Regions from separate parts of the Pan troglodytes genome. Here region 2 is linked to region 1. Evidence: chromatin contacts called from public Hi-C data. All regions are on one chromosome and are shown on one strand. The core of a region is the stretch at or near the end of the contact, and the rest is flanking DNA. Distances in the headings are between cores, read along the strand shown. Region 1 holds the start of ADAMTS6 (ADAM metallopeptidase with thrombospondin type 1 motif 6). Region 2 has its middle 340 kb from the start of CWC27.

Evidence for each region. A called contact is a pair of places that touch in the nucleus more often than the background predicts.
Region 2: a contact with region 1 is called in a Hi-C map of induced pluripotent stem cells, with 2.2 times the contacts expected there. The contact joins the enhancer-like site here to the promoter of ADAMTS6 in region 1. A contact is called at or near these places in 3 of 7 Hi-C or Micro-C datasets (blood, induced pluripotent stem cells and stem cell-derived neural progenitor cells) and 1 of 1 datasets of contacts at active chromatin or transcription factors (stem cell-derived excitatory neurons).

Annotation. Positions count from the first base shown.
Region 1 is chr4:49,150,377-49,153,718 of NHGRI_mPanTro3-v2.0_pri, reverse strand. ADAMTS6 (ADAM metallopeptidase with thrombospondin type 1 motif 6) reads right to left here and starts at 1,631. Exons shown (of 26, transcript XR_010157222.1): 1 at 1,006-1,631.
Region 2 is chr4:49,536,067-49,539,453 of NHGRI_mPanTro3-v2.0_pri, reverse strand. No RefSeq gene overlaps it. Among named protein-coding and RNA genes, the nearest start is that of CWC27, 340 kb to the left of the region's middle. Within about 2 kb of position 1,868, at least 13 of the 24 cell types and tissues checked have an H3K27ac peak or open chromatin away from gene starts, as enhancers often do. A contact at or near this core is called in induced pluripotent stem cells, stem cell-derived excitatory neurons and stem cell-derived neural progenitor cells, where this site is marked.

The DNA of each region.
Region 1 (3,342 bases), core at 382-2,881:
CCCAGACAGAGGGTAACAGTCTGAGCTGCCCTGGTTGAGTTGATCCTAAAGTTAACATTCAGCAGCCCATTTCCAGACAGCAGCGCTAAATCTATTTGGATAAAACGCGTGTGACCCAGACAGTTGGCATCTGGCCCAAACGCGTTGCACCGGCAGCTCAAATAAAAACAAGAGTAAGAAACTCACTCTCTTGTTCCCTCTCAGTGCGCTTTCTCAATCTCTCGCTCACTTTTCCTCTAGTACAGGGAAAGAAAGCATCAAAGACAGGAATTGTAGCACATATTATCAGAAAGAGGCTTCCCAATACCCCATTCCTGCACTCTCACTCTCCCTCCTCAATCCCTGAACTTTGGTCCCATACACCATATATACAGACATACCCCGATAAACAAGGCTCCGGAGGGTTATGAGTCTAGCACGTCCCAAGTGGCCAAAAGTAAATCAAAAACACACGTTTCCATCTCTTTGATTAGCCTATTAAGAGCTTAACATGTCCTAGAGCATCGGGGCTACAGCTAGCACATTAATGCTACCCTCTGAGCCCAGGCATAAAATATGCACTTGTCTGAAGACTTAACGACACTGACATGAAACTACAAAATGCATAAGACTTTTCTTTAAGAAAACTGGAAATCAATTTAAAACACACACATCATTATTACCTTCCGGATTACTATTTGGTGATCAGTTAAAAGATTACAATAATCATAATCAAGTCCACTTCACAAAACATGTATTGTATATTCATAAAATAAACGTATTTTTTTGCATCATAAAATAACTGCAAGTCCCAGAATTCTACAACCCCCGACAAGTCTGGAGTTAAAAAGATATCTATTTGTAAAATGAGTTCAGTCAAGCTCACTCATTGCCATTAAAAAAAAAAAACAAAAAAACACACACACAGAAAAAAAGTTTTCTAAGCGTTATTCGGAAGACAAGCAAAGCACAAGTTGTTGGTTTAAAAAAAAAAAGCTCCATTGAATATTGTTAAGTCTTCCTTACCGTTTTCATCTTCAAATTCTGATAAAAAGTAAGTTTCAGACAATAGAGATTGCACTGGACGACTCACGTACTCCCTCTCCTCTCTAACTTTTTTTAATTTTTTTAATTTTTTTATTTTTTGCCCCCCTTTGCAAAGCCACACCAGCCAGTTATTCTGCAGCCAGAATAAAACCCTATGGTCTGGCTAACCCGGGCTTTAGAGAACTGACTTTCCGATTTGGCAGAATAAGAGATGCCTTCAATACATCTAGGCTATCACTCTGAGATGCTGCCTTTGCAAACCCCCTTTCTCTCCCTCCCCACCCCCCAAAAAAGGAAAGGAAAAGAAAGAAAAGACGGGAAAAAAGACTTATTGGGGGTGGAAGTGGTGCCCTCTCTTCCTGGAAAGCTTAGTGCCTTTGCTATGCAAATAACATGTGCAGAGCATCAAAAGGTATCAGGAGAAAAGAAGACAAGAGGAGCAGGAAGGGCAGCAAAGTTTTGTTGAAGTAGCCCTAGATCTCACTACCGGCCCCCAGCCAACTTGAATTGCAGCAGGAGAAAATTTTGGCAGCTTTTCCTCGGAGGCAGAGCACACTGACGTCAGTCTGCAGATGTGCCTGGGCTGCGTCGGGTGCGCATGTGTCCTGGGTCGTCACGTGGAGGGGGAGGGGAGGTAGAGGTACAATCGGGGTAACCAACTACCAGCCATTCAGAAGGGCTTAGACAATGTCAACTTTTCCACACTGTGAATGAGAGAAATTCTGGCCTCTCTAACCTCTCTGTCCTATCTCATTCCGCCTCTTTTCCTCCTCCTCCTCTAAACTCTCTTAGAAATTCTAGCCTGGTTTGCTATTAGTTGTTTCTTAGAAAAATGAAGGGGGAGGGAGAAGGATGAATGACTTTAGATGGACTAATGTCACTGTTAAGATCTCTGGTGTCATTCTCCGTGTAATTTTATTTTTAAAATCCACACAATCAAAATGTTAAAACTTGCACGTAAACAGTGCCTCTGAGGAAACTTAAAGCTTAGATTCGTGCAGCAGGCACAAGACTCAGTAGCTACAAGTGTACAAAATGCCTGTGTTTTATACATACTTCAGCAAGTAAGGTTAGCACCAAAAGGGAAAGTAAACTAAAGTAAACTAATACCAGCACATTTTCCATCTGATTATCGACTTCAGGTTATGTGGAGCTTTAAAAGAAGAAGAAGAAAAAAAAAAAAAAAGTAGGGGAGGAGGGAGCGGGGGAAGGAAGAGAGAAGCTTGCATTATTTCCAGATGAGGGTGAGACTGGATGGTGTTTTAAAGTGCAACCGGGAAAAGCCACAAGTGGAGTGTATTTTTTTAAGTCAGTCCATTGAATGAAACTTCAATGACTGCCCAAATGAAAATAAATCCGAAGTAGGACCCCACCACCAAAAAAAAAAAGGAAGGGAAAAAAACAGGAACCCTGCTGCGATCTCAAGATAAACAAACAAAACCTCAAAACTGGTTCTTCAACCTTCCCAATCCCACCCTCCCTCCCCCCTACCCACCAGCTGCCAGTCCAGACTTTAAGGATAAAATACCGCTACAATGTAGCACTTTCACTTTCATTTGCTGAGAATGAAAGCCGCTGGGGAGAAAATGCCCAGTGTTTTCCATGTCCTAAGCAAGCAAACAAAGTCTGGCACATACATCGGAAACAGGAAAAAATGTGAAAATAGCTCAGGACAAATGTTGCCTTTCAACGGTGTAATCTGCTGCATCATTTATCTGTCTCTACCATTGAATGTAGAATAGGGAGCTGTTTAAGAGTTTCCGAGGTTGGGGGCAGGGGAAAATTGACGCCTTGAAATTCCAGCCCTTAGTTAATGCCAAGTCGATTTCCGATGGTGAGAACCAGAAAGAACTGGACCGGAGGGAAGGGGGTAGGAAGGATGATCTTTCTGAATACCGGCTCTTAAATTTCAAGCTTCTGCTAACATTATTGCCCATTTGATTTTTTTTTTTCTTCCTACGCCGGAGGTAGTAGGTGTAATTCTTCTGGTGAATCTATGAATAGTTGGCTAAAAGGAGGCATGAATCAGACTGAGAACGTCCAAGAATACAGTTATTTCAATTCTTCTTCAAGGGTTTAAAGTGGAAAGCATCTGTCCACAGAGTCAATAGTCCTCATCCTGACCTTAATCAGTAGTATCTGGCTAAAAGCCATTTAAAATGTAGACATCTGTTCAATAGTGGGCATTGAGTTTTAAATAAAGATGATTCATATGTATGTATGTATGTGTGTGTATTTGTATGTGTATATATGTGTGTACATATATGTGAAATACATGAGGTAGCAAAATATAGCAATAATTGTAAACACCAAAAA
Region 2 (3,387 bases), core at 619-3,118, 390 kb before region 1:
AGTAAGAAACACCATTTGCAGTAGAATGCTTCATTTCCTGAGCATCTGCTTTGTGCCAGCCACAGCGCTAGACATGGGCATACAGCAGCTTTACTGCTGCTCAGCTCCTGTGTGCCCATCCTCTCTCCTTGCCCTTCCCCATCCTCATCACTCCCCACGATGACTCGGAATTCACCCTTCACCCACAAGCCTGCCTCCCTTGATAGCCTGGTGAAGAGTGATATGGACACAGGAGATAATCAACAAATACTTGTTGAAGGAGTGAACTGGAGGAGAATCCAAATCTTCAGATCCTCAGGCCTTCAGCTCATGACACATAGAGAAACAGTCACTGGTCCCCTGGGAAGCAGGGTCCTCCAAAGCTGTCCACAACACCACCTGGAAAGGGGGAAGAATTCCTTTCTGGGTGAGCCGCACACCGACTTGCACCAGGGGGCAGAGTGAGCAGCACTTTTGGAGTTTGACCTAGAGCCAGGGCCTTTTCAAGGGAGTCCTCCCGGAGCCATTTGAGACCTCCCAGTAAAACAATATGTTTTCTGTGCTTCTCAGCACATTCATGTTTCTAGTCAAAGTGCTATTGGGAAATGTTAACTTTTTCTACCCCTGAAGGAACAGTGGCCGCTGAGAGACAGTGTGACAGAATTGTGCTGAGGGGTCTTCCAGTCTGAAAGGCCAGTTCCAGGAAGCCTACAGTGGGAAGTAAAGGCCAGTTACAGTAATCCCATCATTGGGAGGTATTCTTACTTTTATGTACCAAGAAGACAGTATAATATTTAGAGGACAGTAAACCCCAGACCCACACTGTTCCATTAGACTCTTCCTTACTAGGTCGGAGGCAGCACTCAGGCACTGTAAGCCTAGCTTTATCAAGACATAATTCAGAAATGCAAACGGAAGAAATTTTACTGCAAATGGTATTTCTTACTTCAAAAGCGAGAACTGTTTTCCCTTTTATGGTATCTTAGATATCCATTTTTTGAAAATGTTTTCCCAGCACATTACAAATTACTTCAGAGTTGGGAAATGCTCCTGCTAGGAAGAGGCTGAGTGCTCGGAGGGTTGGTCTCGAGTCCCGATCAAAACATTGTTTATTTGGGCAACTACATTCTTCTGTCAGTAAGGCCTGGGGAGTTTACTATTAATCCCAAATGTAAACCTCTGTTAGAGTTGCTTACAAAAGGCGACTACTATTTAACTCTTATGTTCACAGCACATCTTGTTAATTCCTCCAATAAAGGAGAATTCAGCTCTTGCGTTTGAAATTTCCAATTTTTGGTTAGGTGACCTTAAACTACTTCACCCCTGATCTCTACTCCCATCTTTATTCTTTCTCCACTTACGGTGGGACTTCCCTAGAAAACACCTGAGGTGTACCAATTTTAGAGGGGACCGAGGGAGAGGCAGGAAATGGTGCCTGGTGAGAGCACGCTCCCTTCCTGTCTCAGAGGGTTGCTGTCTGGACGGCAATTGAAGAAGAATCAGAAATACGTACTGAATTAGGATTGCTAGAGTTAACAAAACAAACAAACGCACACGAATTTTTGTGTGGGTCATACTTATGCTCAAAATTTGTCGTTGTCTATCTGATATTCACAAGGAACTCAGTGTGCTGTATTTCATCTGGCAACCCTTTACTGAATGGATAACCCAGACTTGGACGAAACAGTGGCTGGAAGGTGGAGGCCCTCAAAGTCTCAAAGAGAGAGGTCCTCAAGATTTCTTTTCTAGGGCATCCTCGAGTACTCAGGGTAGAAACACAGAGTCTGTGGTGGCCTTGGGGGCAAAGACGAATGGGTTCTCTAAGGCTGGCCCACCATGGGGAGGAATCCGTGTTGAATGGAGACAAAGAGAGGTGTTAGGAAGCAGCACTGGCGTCCTGCTTCCTCTCCCTATGGGTTCCCTCTGCCTTTCTCCCTCGTCTCTCCCGGAGGGCTCTCTCCCCTCCACACGCCTCCTCCCCAAGAAACCAACATAAGATAACTCTCTTCACTTTAGTTCTCCTGTGCCTGGGTGTAGATGGGAATAAAGCGATGAACCTACGGGGCGAGCGGTGGGCAAAGCTTTCTGTGTATTTGCAGCTCAGCAGTCGAGCGTCCACCCCAAGCTGCATAAACTTGGGTGCCCTCGCCTCCGGCAACCCCGGTGCTTCAGTGCTCCCGACCTTTCTCTGCCGCCCCTCGCCTCGGCGGCCGCCGGGAGCGACTGTGGGGTGCGCCGGTCGCCCCGGGCCCGAGCGGGAGGAGAGTCCCGCCCCGCCGCGCCCCGCCTCCGGGCGCCCCGACGCTGCCGGCGCGGACGCCATTGCCGCGGCCGCTGTTTGTTATTAAACTGCCCACAGAAAGGGCTTCGAGTAAAAACACCAACTTTCCAGTCGGGGCGGCGCAGGTCCCCGGGCCCTGGAAAGTTCTGGGACGGCCGAGGTCTCCCCGGACACCCGCACCCACGCCCCCGTCGTGCCCTTTCTGGCTTTTGGCTTCCTCTCCTCGATTTCCCTTTTGTGCGGCCCCGGGCAGCTTCCTCAGGCCCCGCCGCCCCCACCTGGCCGCCCTGGGAGCTGTTCCTCCCCCAGCAGCAGGAGCATCCAGCTCGGGTTTTATTTCCTCCCGAGACACTCGAGGAAGCCTCAGGTGGGTTTCCATGTCAACCTTCACTGAAATCCAAACATTTGGCTTTCTCAAAGGCAGTTTAACCTCTGCCACCATTTTTTTTTCAAAGCTTAAAAAAAAACCTAGAGCTTTCAAAAGCCGCAGGCTTCTGGGGGTTTCTAGTCAGAGGGTGATAACACATCTTGAGACAGGATATGTATAATTTGTTTGGTTTCACGTTTATCCTCACAAAGCTAAACAGTAATGACTGAGAGCTATGAAAACACTTAGGTAAGGAGAGGGGCTAGAGCAGAGATAAAAGGGATAATTGGAAACAGAGGCGAAGCCTCCAAGTTGCACCTTCTTGAATACTGTCACAGCCGGGCAGGCCGGGGAGCTCATGGCAGGACGCGGCATCTCTTAATTCTGGGCACTCCGCAGCCTCTCCTCTTCCAAGGTTTACTTACGCAAGCTTAGCTGCAATTTTCCACAGATACTCGTCCTGGTTCCGGGCCACCTTCCCCAGTAAGAGACCTCCTGAGACGGGAGCTGGGGGTTGAACATGTGGTGAACACAGGTTCCAAGCTTTGGAACAGGCCACCTGGAAATGGGAGATAACCTGTTGAGATAAGGGATTTACTGAGGCCAGGGCGCACTGTAGGGAGCGGGGAGCAGAAGGGGCGCGGCTCCACATGTCCAGTCGTGGGATGCAACTGGGAGGTAATATATGAGTCTAGTGAGACCACACGGGGAATACTATGTTCCTCATTGCCTCCCAAGGAAGATGCACATAATGAGCTGG